Linked DNA regions of Mus musculus: region 1 is linked to region 2. The links are chromatin contacts, called in public Hi-C maps. All regions are on one chromosome and are shown on one strand. Each heading gives the region's core, a stretch centred on a gene start, on an enhancer-like site or on the middle of the called end of the contact. The rest is flanking DNA. Distances are from core to core; before and after follow the strand shown. Region 1 has its middle 56 kb from the start of 4921525O09Rik. Region 2 has its middle 27 kb from the start of Gadd45g.

The links. A called contact is a pair of places that touch in the nucleus more often than the background predicts.
Region 1: a Hi-C map of liver shows a contact between it and region 2, with 4 times the contacts expected there. The contact joins two enhancer-like sites. A contact is called at or near these places in 4 of 484 Hi-C or Micro-C datasets (bone marrow-derived macrophages, liver and uterus) and 5 of 115 datasets of contacts at active chromatin or transcription factors (effector CD8 T cells, fibro-adipogenic progenitors, kidney and 2 more).

What each region holds. Positions count from the first base shown.
Region 1 is chr13:52,149,704-52,156,249 of GRCm38.p6, forward strand. No RefSeq gene overlaps it. Among named protein-coding and RNA genes, the nearest start is that of 4921525O09Rik, 56 kb to the left of the region's middle. Within about 2 kb of position 4,603, at least 98 of the 459 cell types and tissues checked have an H3K27ac peak or open chromatin away from gene starts, as enhancers often do. A contact at or near this core is called in kidney and liver, where this site is marked.
Region 2 is chr13:51,870,398-51,877,215 of GRCm38.p6, forward strand. No RefSeq gene overlaps it. Among named protein-coding and RNA genes, the nearest start is that of Gadd45g, 27 kb to the left of the region's middle. Within about 2 kb of position 2,379, at least 14 of the 459 cell types and tissues checked have an H3K27ac peak or open chromatin away from gene starts, as enhancers often do. A contact at or near this core is called in kidney and liver, where this site is marked.

The DNA of each region.
Region 1 (6,546 bases), core at 3,353-5,852, 280 kb after region 2:
AAGCCCAGGTTGCCCCATTCTTTCTGCATCTTATGCTGGGCTCCTCTTGGACAGAGACACAGATTTCCTTGGTGAGAATATTGTAAAGGTAGCAAGTGTTAAGGGGCCATGGAGGAAAGGGGAGGGGACATCAGTCACCTTGAGTGTGAGTCCTCAGACAGTGCATAGTTACCTTGTCAGATTGTATAAAGAGTGCAGAGAGGATTAAGGGAATATGTGAGGAGAAGGGCTAGGACCAACAGAAGTCCTTTTGCCCAATGGGTCCCTAATTCACAGTCTGAAGGTTAGGGATAGGTCAAGCCCCGTCCATAACAGATTTGAGTGCATAAGCAATTCATAAAATTCATTTTGGGGTTTATGGTTCCAGACGATTAGATAGTCCATGATGGCACAGTGAATGGATGGTGGTAGGTGCCTAGAGCAGCAGCTGAGAGCTCACATCTTAATCTCTAATCAGGAGGCAGAGAGAAACTAACTCAGATTGCCACAAGTCTTTTGAAACCTCCAAGCCTGCCACTCCAACAAGGCCACACCTCCTAATCCTTCTCAAACATTTCCACCAGTTGGGGACCAAATATTTAAACCTATGTGCAGATGGGAAGCCATTCTTGCTCAAACCCTGACAGCGACCGATTAAGGCTTATACTTTACAGGCTCTGCCTAAGAGACCTGAACGTGTGATCTGCTCAGTTGCATGTTCTCAGGCTGTGACAACAGAGCTTGGCAGCTCGCTGAAGAGCCAATGGCCACAGTTGTTGGCTTCCATCACTGCACGTGCCCATGATTGATTGCTGATTTCAAGCTGACAGTGTGAGGCCACTGACCCAAATGGAGGGAAGAAAGAATGGTCACGCCACCACAAGGTTAACTAGCCACATGGGTTGTGGAATGTTGTGAAGCAAAACGTCTCTGGGAAGGGAGCAAAGCAAGGCATCATGACTGTTTCGTAGAATCTGTTCACTGCTTTAGTGAGATGTGATTTCCTCCCCCTCCCCCCATGGGAAGAGCATCCAAGAAAGTAGTGCCCTTTGGAAAGAAAGCATATGTCACTTTGGTTGACTTGATAGACCAGGTCATTGGGTATAGACTGCTGTGCTGTTCTTTGTCCTCCAAGGAAGGCTCACATAAGTCACTCATAAGACTCCTCTTGTCTGCTGGAGACCAAGGAGGTCAAAGGAATCTGCCTCTGATATGTAGTCTCTTTCTTAATCCCTGGAAGCAATCAGGACATCTCTTGGATTATGACCCATTCTGGAGGCCACTGTGTCATTGGAGCTGATGGTTTCTTGTTCGGAACTGTGTGCTGAGGAGGGTGCATTTGGCCGGGGTTGGGCAAAACGAGGGTTGCAGAAGGGTCAAGCTGGTAGTAGGAGTGTGTGTGTGTGTGTGTGTGTGTGTGTGTGTGTGTAGCACATGTGTGAGCACAGATATGTGAATGAGTGCTGGAAAGTCTGTGTCACTCAATAAGGGGGGCATACTTATATAAGTACTTGGGTGAATAGGTGTATATAGAAGTGTATTCATAATAATATATATAGGTGTATATAGAAGTAATTCATGTATATAGAAGTGTATGTAGTCATATATGGAGACATGCTGATGAGGGTGGGCACATAGGTGTGTGGCTGTTTAGAAGTATGCCCTAACCAGTGTATATTATTAAGTGATATTGTATGACTATATTGGGTATGTGATTGGATAAGTATATACAAGAGTGTTGTGGGTTGTATGTGCATATCCAAATGGGGAGGCTTGTGGCTGTTAGTGTGTCTGGGCTGTGCAGGTATATGACTTCATGTGTGTGGATGTGCAGGTGTGATCGAGAGGGATTGTTGTTGTTGGTCAACATATGTCATGACAGGGGTGCATACATACATATATCTGTCAGTATACACCTATCTATGCACTTGTCGTGGGATCGTGGTGGTTTAGAAACCATCATAGGCAAATGAGAAGTACACATAACCACAGCTACTGGGTAGGAATGCACACGTGGGAAGTACAGATCAGAGCAAAGTAGATCACTAGTAAACCTAGTTCCATGATTCCCTGCGAAGGGAGGCTTGGTCTCAGAAAAGGGCTTATGTGGGAAGGTTTTGTCCTGGGTGCCTCGGTAACGAATGTGCTTGCCTAATTGCTCTGGAGCTTCCTGTACCGGAAACATCTTTAACAGTAAAACTGTAGCAGGCACTCATCCATCCGTCCATCTGCGTGTACATGTGCGCACGTATAGTGTGTGCACACAGGCAGCATAAACACGTGTTATCTCTCTTTGATCTGCTTGGCTGAAGTTTTTGCTGCAGAGAAAACCGGTTTGTCCAGAAGCTCCTCCGCCTCAACAGACTGTGCTGAGCTGTGCCCTTGGATGTGGGACGGGTGCTAAGACTGATCCCAGAGCTCCAAGTCTCAAAGAAAAGTGAGGCCAAGCTAGCCCAGGATCAGCAGAGTCCTGCCCCTTGGGAGGGTGATCTTAGTCACCACACTGGACTCAGCAGGCGGGGTTCTGAAGGGTCTGGGTTATAAAATCTGATGGAGTGTTTGAGGCTGCCTTTCGTGCAAGTGGTCTGACTTCTTGGGAGGTATGCAGGAGCAGCCCCTGCAAGCTTGGCGATTTCCAGAGAGAGGCACCCAGACAGAAAGCACTGGCGGTGTTCCCCTGTGCTTCACAGGCTGTATGGATTCCTTGCCCTTCCAATAATGATAGTGCCGAGTCAGCACTGTTATCTTTGAGAAAATGGACAGGGTCAGCCAGGATGCAGAAACACACACACACACACACACACACACACACACACACACACTCACACATGCACTCAATACTCAGTTATGCAGCAAACTTGGGGGCCTGAGGTCAAGCAGACCACATCTTCCTTCCTGTAGGTGAGAGTAGTTCCCAGAGGCAAGCTTTTGCTTTGGCCTGGCTGGGGGCAGCTGTATTTGGGGACTGAGGGGACCTCCCACTTGTCTTTCTGACTGGACAGCAAGGATGATGGAGAAGGATCTAGGTGTCACCGTGGGCAGTCACAGAAAGGTCATAGCCTGGTGTCAAGTCTCCACGGGAGGAACTTTGGCTGGCACATTGGGGTCAGAGGACAGTGACAGAATTCCAGCCCCTAAGCCCAGAACACAAAAGTGGAACTCTTTAATTCCTGTGTAATCTTTGAGAAGGAAAACACTCCCTCACCCTGCTGGCTCCATTATAAGGAGCCATGTTTGCACTGCCAACATCTTGGGGGCTCTTCTGAGGTTTGCAGGGTTATGTTGTTGTCATTGTTGTTGTTGTTGTTGTTGTTGTTGTGATTGTTGGTATTTTGTTTTGTTTTGAGGGATGAAGCAAACTATCTCCTAGCTGTTTTAGTAAGTCCCAGTCCTTCCAAGCTTGTTTTTAAAACATTCTTTGGTGGGAGCCTGGTTTACTGTGTCTACAGATCTGGGGGTGATTATGTTCCTCCTATTTCACAATTTCAGTTGATATTTGTTCTGCCTGGTTTGGCTTTTGGAAAGTAAGAGGACGTAACTGGCTTTTGGAGACTGTGGACCGTCCCCTCCCTGCCTGGTCCCCTGGCTCTCTTGTTCTGGGAATTGTACCTATTTATTGTCTCTGGTCACTTTACATAAAGAGTTTTGTAAAAGGAACGAGGGATGAAGGATGACTCTTAAGTTTCTTTTTTACACTGACAAGCGATTTCTTCCTTGGTTTGTGGTTGTGGGCCACATGAGAGCAGCTGAGGAGGGACACGTTAGCCAGGACCTGCCCTCCGTCTTTCCACTTTATTCTACATGCAAGAGAAGGGCAGAGATTGCCACAGCGTGGCGACGGCCTTCTGCCCAACTCCGTATCCCTCCAGACACGATGGCGTTGAAATCCACTCTTCATGCTGCTGTTGGTCAACATTTGAAGACTTGTTTATGAAAATATCAGGAACTGTCAGAACCCCACAGTAGGAAACCTTACCCCCAACACACATCAACCTCCGTTGTCCCTGCCCAAAATAACAAATCAGCTTCCTGGAAGGGCCTTGCTCAAACCTGGGAGCGACGTCAGCCTGCCCTCTGCCTGTGCGTATGAGGGCTGACCTTCTGAGATCAAACATTGTCCTGTCCAAGAGTCCCTTTGCCTAGAAATGTTCCTGCCTGGTGCAGATCCCTGTTTCCCTCAGCAGCCTGGCTGATTGTCTTCCCAGGGGGACTTGCCCAGTTCTGCTCTGAGCCACAGCTCTGCCAAAGTAAACCACATAGACTTACAAACAGTTTAAAATTCATTTTTCCTAGATGAGCTAAAGATGCATAAGGGAGAGAGAGGAACTTCATTTTTTTAAAAGTGTGTATGTGGGGGAGGGTCTTTTAGTATTATTATTAATAAGATCATGATGGTGATGAGAACAGGGATGTTTCAGAGGCTGGGGATGACCTGTCAGCTATACAAGACACATCTGTGACAGAGAAGAATCCATAGTGGCTCTCGCATACTGGAAGTCCTGGTGGCAGAGCTGAGAACCCATCACGTTGCAGGGATGTCAAACAGTATTGAACAGAGCTGTGAGCCAGGGTCTGCTGCTGGCACAGCACTTGGTTCTTCCAGACAAACAGGCCAGTTTCCCAGGATTTTGCAAGCAGCAGATGAGACCTGAATGATCACACACCAGATCTTGGCAGGGATTTGCTGTCCCTGTTTGCAAGATTGTCCCAGATTGGATCACAATGTACATAGAGATGGCTCTGAAATTCCCTCAGAGAACAAATTCCTCAATACAACTCTTCATCTGGAAATTTACCTAGCCACCCCCACCCCCGTCCACAAAAATGCTAACGTTTTTAAACTTGAAGGTGCATCAGAGGGGCCAGATGCAGTAGCAGACACATCTGTAAGCCCAGCATTCTTACAGTGAGATGGGAGGCTAAGACAAGGAGCCACAGAAGCGTGAGGGTCAGCTAGCCTTGGAGTGTGCAGTAGGGGACAGTAAGAGTGTCTCAGGCAAAAAGTCCCTGTATGGTTTAATAGGACCAGCAGAGGTTGTCCTGTGATCTCCACCCATGAGCTGTGGTATGCTTCCTCAGCCATGTTAATAAAGAGGGCAAGAATAAAAACAGTGATCAGCTGAACAGATTGGTGTTACCATTTATTTGGTGCATCCCAACACCCTGCTAGCATCTCTGTTTGCTTTGTGTCTGCACGCTCCACTCCTCTCTGGGGGGACGGAGAGTGCAAGGGGACTTGATTTTACTCCAGGGTGCACGTTTAGCATGGAAGCCACGGCTGCCTGCAGCAAGCAAGCAGGAGGGTGGAGGAGACTGTAGCCTCTGCTGGACACTGTGAATCGGTGCTTGTTCTGTGCTTACAATGAACATCATCACCATAGAAACCTGGCAAGAGCTGTGTAAGAGTCTGCAGCCTTCGCCAGATGAATGTTTTGCTGTTAGGATTTGCTGTGGTCCTATTAAATCATACGGGGTGTTTTTCTGCCGGGCAACAGGCGCTGTCATAAAATGCATCCATCATCAGATCCTCACGCCACCCGTTGACCAGCCCCATGGTGCGTGTTGACATAAGCGGGCTGCAAACGGCACCCACAGCTGCAGGCTTGTGACAGGGACTCCCTTGCAACAGGTGTATGCTTTAAAGGACCCTGAACCTGGATTTACAGTGAGGCCAGCTGCTGCCTTTGGGACTGACCATTTGTCATCTCTAGATGGGTCACCCTCCTAAAAGACTAGCTTGTTGGAAATTCTATCCTCACCCATGGGACCCTGTCATAATTTTCTTTTTGCTGGCTTCTGCTAGCAGGGAGAAAAGAAGCTGAACAGCTTGCCCAAGCTTTAAGTTACAAAATCAACCAAACAAAACACTCACTTAGACCAGGCAGTACTGAAACATTCCAGAGATCTGAGAGTCCCAAGGTTGGTTAGGAACAAGGTCCTTGCCTCCTCTGGCAGAGTCCAGAGGTGACACCCAGCTCTGCTTTGTACAGCAGAAAGCATCAGCTCTGAACACCATGGCCCGCTAAATGTCCTCCACAAGAAAAATATTGTGGGCAGTTTCTATTCTGGGAGGAACTTTTGGTAAACAAAAACTTTATCCGGGTGCCACTCATCACTGTACTGAAGAAGGGGAAAAGACTTGAAATAGCCAAGTGGACGATTTTGGTTGGCTCAAAGCCCGAGTTCTTCTACCAGCTTGGGTACTTTGAGACCCACACTCACAGAGTGCTCTTGGAGCTTCCTGACAAAGTTTAACTTGAGTGGCGCAGGCATGTACAGTTTTCTTTCTCAAAGTGAAAGTGACACGTGTTCAGAGGAGACCAGGAAGACGTAAGAATGTAAATCAATAAACGGTTTGCAGAACTGACCCACAACCTCCTGACCTATATATAACTGAAGGCCTACTGACTTGCGGTGTTCGTTCCTCTTGCAGAGAGACTTAGAGAAACAAGAGGAAACATTTGGAAGCTGGGGATCCAATTAATGAGGATTAGAGTCAGGTCTGGAAGTCCAGATGTCATAGCAACAGAATTAGGGTTAGGTAACATCCAGCTATATTGTCTTTCT
Region 2 (6,818 bases), core at 1,129-3,628:
CCTTGGGAAAGATGCAAGTCTATTGGTGGCTATTGTCTAGGAGTGGAGGGGCTCAGGGATGCTTAAGGGCCAATGTGTGAGCTCCCCTGTGGTTGCATGTGGATATTGTTGGAGAAAGACAACCCAACAACCATGTCCAGTGGCCACATTCTTCTAGGGAACATAGAGTCAACTTTGAGGTGGACACAACCCATGGGGGTTTAACTTATATTCATTTTAGCTGAGAGGGGCTGGATGGTCACTGTCTTAGTTATGGTTTCCATTGTTGCGAAGACACACCAACATGACCAAGGCAACTCTAATGGAAGACAACATTTCATTGGGGCTGGCTTACAGGTTCAGAGGTTTAGTCCATTATCATCAAGGCAAGAAGCATGGCAGTGTACAGGCAGATATGGTAGTGAAGAAGGATCTGAGACTTCTCTATCTTGAAACAAAGGCAGCCAAAAGACTAGCTTCTAGGCAGCTAGGATGAAGGTCTTAAAGCCTATCCCCACAGTAACATACTTCCTCCAACAAGGCCACACCCACTCCAACAATGCCACACTTCCTAATAGTGCCACTCCCTGGTCCAAGCATATTCAATCCACCTCAGTCACCATAGACACATGGATAAGGGTAAGTAACCCATTGCATGAGGAGAAAGCAAAGTAGGTGCCCTATTCCTTTGGACTCCATGATTTTTATGTCTCTACATGGTGGGTAGATCCCTCAGCAATGGCAAGTCCTTTCTCTGGAGCTCAGATCAACATGGTAATAAACTGTCCTTGTTTCAAGTGCTCAGTGATGTGTGCTGTTTTAACTTCAAGCAGAACCAACGCTCTTGTGTGTAACCCTTTCCACTGGGTCACTGGGCTTGTCTGCCAGCATGCACTCTGGCATATTTGGTTGCAGCCCAAGTTAACTTTCAGCAAAGCCATTCATGATGCCGTGACCATGTGCCCAGATGACGTCATGGTCAAGGACTGCCCAGTGCCCTAGAGATGGGGATGCTGCCTGCCTGTTGACCTCTCTAGTAGCTCAGTGGCACATGGCTTAATTCTGGGGAAAGGTTAATGCATCAGACTGTCTAGAGCAAAGAACCCCAAGAGACTGAAGTGTACCCCGGGAGGGGGGGTAGGGAGATGCAGGAGACTGGGTAGGGTTGAAGACTCAGCACGGTCCCACTGCCCAATGTCCAACTTTCCCTTCCTCTGAACACACATTGGCTTTCCTTATAGATCCCTTCTTGTCCATGACAGACCCTAGGGAGGTTGAAAGCCATACGAACGTTGTGTCAGAGGAGACGGTTGTTACTTTTCCTTGGAAAGACCAGCCTGAACATCTATGTGAGTCAGTCCCATTCCTGAGGACCACCCCTAGGCCTCACATTTTTTTTTGATTTATTTATTTATTATATGTAAGTACACTGTAGCTGTCTTCAGACACTCCAGAAGATGGAGTCAGAACTCATTACGGATGGTTGTGAGCCACCATGTGGTTGCTGGGATTTGAACTCCGGACCTTCTGAAGAGCAGTCGGGTGCTCTTACCCACCAACCCTCACATGGGGTTTCTTATGTAGCCAATAGTGTTGTACACCCTGGGAGACTCCAACATGAGCCCTTGCAGTCCCTTAGACTGTGTGTCAAACTCGTGCTTGTTGTTGCTGCTCATAGACAGGGGGTGACCGTTGTGTTACCATCCTGCCCTGGGTGCCTGGTGTGGTAGTAGTTGTACATGGAAGCTTTCTCATGATGCTTTTGAGCTTGTTTCTGGGCAATCTTGCAGAGAGTCTGGGCCTGGTCTCCTGTAGGGCCCTCTAGGTCTGGCAAACGCTGGACCTGCTCCAATGGGGCTCCAGAAAATCCCACCTTCAAGGCAGCCTTCGATTGGTCCTATCCTACTGCGATATGGCTCCCTGCGGGTACTTTCTTTGCCATGTAGCTTCCCCCAGGGCAAGACCAAGCTCCCTTTCCCCTCTAGACCTGACTAGGTGTCCTTTGGCCCACTTGGCTTTCAGCAGGTATTGGCTGAAATCCTGCTTTGTCCCTTGGCCTCAGGCAGCCAGCTTCTAGTGCAGTCTTGAGTGGAGGCTCCCAGGAACCTTGGAAGCTTCCATTCAAAGAGATGAGTGGGAGCAGGCTCTGGCTACTCCTTCCCAGGCAGACATACTTCCTTGGTTTGCCAGCCTGGCCCATCTGCTCTGGCCAGGAACATCAATCTTCATGACTGGCCAACTAGACAGTACTTTCCCAGATTCCCACACAATTGTCTGGGGGGCATCTCAGGACCCCTTCTCAGCATTTCTTGTAAATATTGGAGAACACTGCTCAGCAGGCTGCTCAGACACCTTTGGCCTCCAGAGCAACCTCAGGCCAACACAGCGGGCGTCTTTTCAGCAAACTCAGCGATGTGCCAAAAATAAGAGAGACATTCCCGGGAACCTTTGGACTCGGATGGCAGTCTTCCTGGAGATGGGGATCCAGAAGAGGAAGGAGGAAGAGACCAGGTCTGCAGGCAGGTGCCATGGGATTGCAGCCCCGCCAGAGGGACAGCTGCTTCCAGAAGGGCAGGGAGCCTTGGGTAGTTGGTGGAGAGCACTTGCCTGGTATGGAAGAGAAGCAGGAATTGACAGATAGGAACATAGACAGACAAGCGAACAAAGCATTCATACAGCTCTGTATCTCTACGGGTGCAGTCTTCGGCCTTGGCAATGTGACTCGAGGCGAGGATCTGACCTTTAACCAAGACCAGAAAGTAGACAGGAACATCTGGAGGGACTGACAAATGACCCATGCAAAGAACAAATTACACTGCTTAAGACTTAAGCATCAGGGTACAATGTGACATAGCCAAGGAACAATCAGGGGTGGAGGGTTGGGTGAGGGGGAGGTCTGCCAACCCTGTGAAGCGCCAATGATTAGACAGCAATATAACTGTTTGCAATAAAGGGATGCAAAACAGAAGGAAACAGAGGCAAAGATTATGCAAACAGAGACAAGGCAGAGGCCGAGGTCACATCGAATGCACCTCAGGTTAGTGGGGTCAGGTACATGAAGATGAAAGTCCCTACTGGGAGTTTCCATGTGTCAGAGGGAGTGTAGAGTGTTTAAAGATTGACCATCCCGGGGGGTTCGTTTATGAAAATTGTCACATTCTGACATTACTGTTGGGGCCAGAGTAGCAGCAGAGAGGAGCCCTAAGGGGCCTTGAGGTGCGGACTCAGCGGTTCCCGTGGCAGGCACCCACAGGGTATCCATTGCAGCTTTGTGCACAGACAGTGGTAGGCCAGGCCACTGGATGGTCCGGGCCGGGGAGGATACAGGAAACCGGCAGGCAGGCCGGAATACTGCATGGCCTCAAATGGAGGGAGCTGAGTCTCCCCATATCAGTAAAGCAAACCAAGGCAACCCTTCAAGTACTTGCCTGGAGGTTTGTCTCCATGGCGAGCACACACCCTGGATGCACATGGCGAGTGAGGAGAAGGGAGGCCCTTGCTTCCAGCCTGGTTGTGCTATATTCAGATGCACATTGATGGTTTGGGAAGGCCAGGTTGGCCACTTGAATAGGGTCTTTGTTCCCAAACCTTCAGAGAGAGTTCCTGTCTGACAAAATGGGGTCCCGAGGACTGCAGAGAGATCAATGCTACAATAGAAGCCTCTTGTGGCCCACGGCCCCGTCTCACATTCAAGACCACATTAAGGCAGCTTTGTCCATGTCCTGGTCTCTTTGACCCCAGCAGTTACCTCAGAGACTCCATCTGACCTAAAAACAAAGTTCAGGTCACAATCATGAGAGGTAGATCCTTCTTGTCTCCATGGTTCACCTGTTCCATGGGTGGCCTTGAAACTGACACCAGGTGAAGGTGCCTCGAAAGGGTCTCCCTTCAGTGCATGGAGGAAGGCTAAGAAGCCATTTGGGATGACATTGTGGTGGTTAATCTTGCCAGCATGGCAGGATCTCGAATCATCATGGACTCACACCTGGGCCTGTGAGGGAGTTTCTAGATTTGAGGTGGGAAGATTCACCCCAAATGTTGACTGCCTCATCTCATGGCCTGGGGGAGATTACCAATATAAACTGTCATGTCTCAGGCATTTTCCCACACTCCAGGGGTCTCAGTGGACCCTTTGGTAGTGGAGGGGCTGGACAGTCAATTCAACAAGTCACCACTCACAGGGTCCCTACCAATATAGTCTGCATATGCCTTCCCCAATGGGTTGATGACCTAGTCCAGGGGTGTCCAGCCTTTTGATACTGTGACACGAACTCACCATCTACTAATGACTAGGGCCACATTCATACCTATCCTCAGACCCACGTGGCCCCAGAGCTGCGGACTGCATGCATCTAGGATCTGCATGCATCTAGGATCTGCATGCATCTAGGATCTGCATGCATCAAGGATCTGCATGCATCTAGGATCTGCATGCATCTAGGATCTGCATGCATCTAGGATCTGAATGCATCCAGGACCTGTGAGTGTGAGTTTACTCAGGAGTAGGAGTATAGGGAATGTCATCAGGTCATGATGGGGTTGCCAGTGTGGTTCCTGATGCAATGAATATTGTTCTCATGAGAAAAGAAAAGGAAGGAAGGATGGAAGGAAAGGGTGTATGAAGACATGAGCTGTTGAAGATGTCCATCTATAAACCAGAGGATGCTATGGCCTGGCCACCAGTCAAAGGCCAGGCAGAGGCAAGAGGGTTCTACCTGGTGATTTCCAGACACTAGAGTCCTGCTGACATCTTGGTATCTGGGCAGAACCTCTATAAACAGACATTTCAGGGTCTTGCTGTCTAGTCTGTGGGTCCTTGTAACAGCAGCCCCTACCCGCTTCACTGTACTGTGCGATCTGTCTTCTGTGACCTTGTGTTTCCCCTGCTGTCATGGCCACTTCCTTCTGAGCCCATCAGGTTTCCAGATGAAGGCAAAATTGTTGCTGAGGGCTGTCACTTCACATGGCAGAATGTGTGACACCCTCCCCTCCACCTCCCAGACATCCAACTCATGTTTCATGTCCCTTCCTGGCAAAGGAAGAAACTGAAGCTACATACTCCAAGACCTGCTTGAGGCTTCTCAGGCAGATAGATGGAACTCTATGGCCTGTGATGGCATCTGCTGGCCTCTTGTCCCCTTGTCCCCTGGCCTTCCTGATTGCGAGCTTAGAGGGAAGACATTGCTATGAGGATAGCATAGCTCTTCCCATGGTGTGAAGAGCAGGGTCTGTAGAATCACACTGCTGGGCTTGAGATGTCGAGTGTCAGTGTGTAAAGGTTCTTAGGGTGGCGGGCAAGGTGGAAATGCAGAGGACCTTTAAGAGGTGGGTCAGCTGGATGCAGTGATGCATCCCTTTAATTTCAGCACTCAGGAGGCAAAGGAAGGGAGTCTCAAGAGAGGGAAGAAGCCGGGCGTGGTGACGCACGCCTTTAATCCCAGCACACAGGAGGCAGAGGCAGGCAGATCTCTGAGTTCAAGGCCAGCCTGGTCTACAGAGTGAGTTCCAGGACAGCCAGGGCTATACAAAGAGAGAGGAGGGAAGAGCCTTGGGTCATTGGGATGTGTTCCCCCAAGGGGATGATGGCATCTTGATCTTTGCTTCACTTCTACATGGGACCATGCCATGATGCCCCATCCTCTGCCATGCTGGGTGCCAGGAATCCTGACTTTGAATGGAGAGCTAAGCAAAACCATCTTTAATGAGCAGGTAACCCATGCCAGGTATTCACTATAGACAAAGCTGACCAGTCCACACAGCCTTCTAGCACCAAGAAGTTCCTTGTTAGCTGTGACCTGGGCGAGCCTCTAATGCCCTGGATTCTCCCCACCTATAAATGTAAAATGGGGCGAGTCTGAGCTTTGGGGCACCGACAGCTACCCTAGCCACTACAGCTGCATACCATTTGTGGTGCTACGCTCTGAGGCTGTCCTGTGGTAGATAATTACATCCAAACGTGCGTCTGCCGAGGGAGGGAATGACGAACGGTAGGGACAGTGTCAGCAAGCACACGCATTCCTGGTATCTTGCCGAAGGCATTTGGACTTGGTGCTGTTTCTCTATGCTGTTGGCTCTGTTTTTTCAATTACGTCTTTTTCTGGAATCCCAGAACATTGAATCCATCAAGTTGACATCAGTGCCAAGTGGTTCTGATGGCTGGGATCCTGGTGAGAAGTCAGGGAGAGAACCCTCTGCCTTGGAATTCATGCACACCGATATGCACCAAATGGCTTCCTGGAGGCCCCTTGATAGATGAGCTCCTGAGAGATGGCACTGAAGGCAGTTTGCCCAAGGCCTTTTAGCATCAGAAGGCAGAGGCATTTGTGGAAGCCCTCAGGGTTTCCAGGTATCCATGCGTATGGTCTCCTCATCTCTCTCCCTCAGCTAACTCACATGATGGCAGATGTCAACTGGGACTGGGAAAGGGTCTGAGACACTTGGGACATCCAGTTTCTTGAACTGAGAAGTTCGTGCTCCAAGAAATGTCCTGTGAGCAGAGGTGCTTGTGTGAGCTTTAGAAGGCAGTTCATTATTAGGACAATGGCTTTCTCTTTTTTTGTTTTTATTTTCAAGTGTGTATATGGGTATGTGCTTGTGTTCGGGTATGTGTATATAAAGGCAGATACCCGTGGAGGCTAGAAGATGGAGCTGGAGATCCTATCCTGGAGCTGGGATTACAAGGTCGGTCGTACAAGCTGCTCAATATAGTTGTTGGGAATTGAACTCAGGTTCTCTGCAAGAGCAGCAAGTGCTTTTAACAGCCGACCCATCTATTCAACCCCAGGGCGGTGATGTTTGTAGATACAAACAACCACCTCTGTCCCATTTCCTTTGTAATT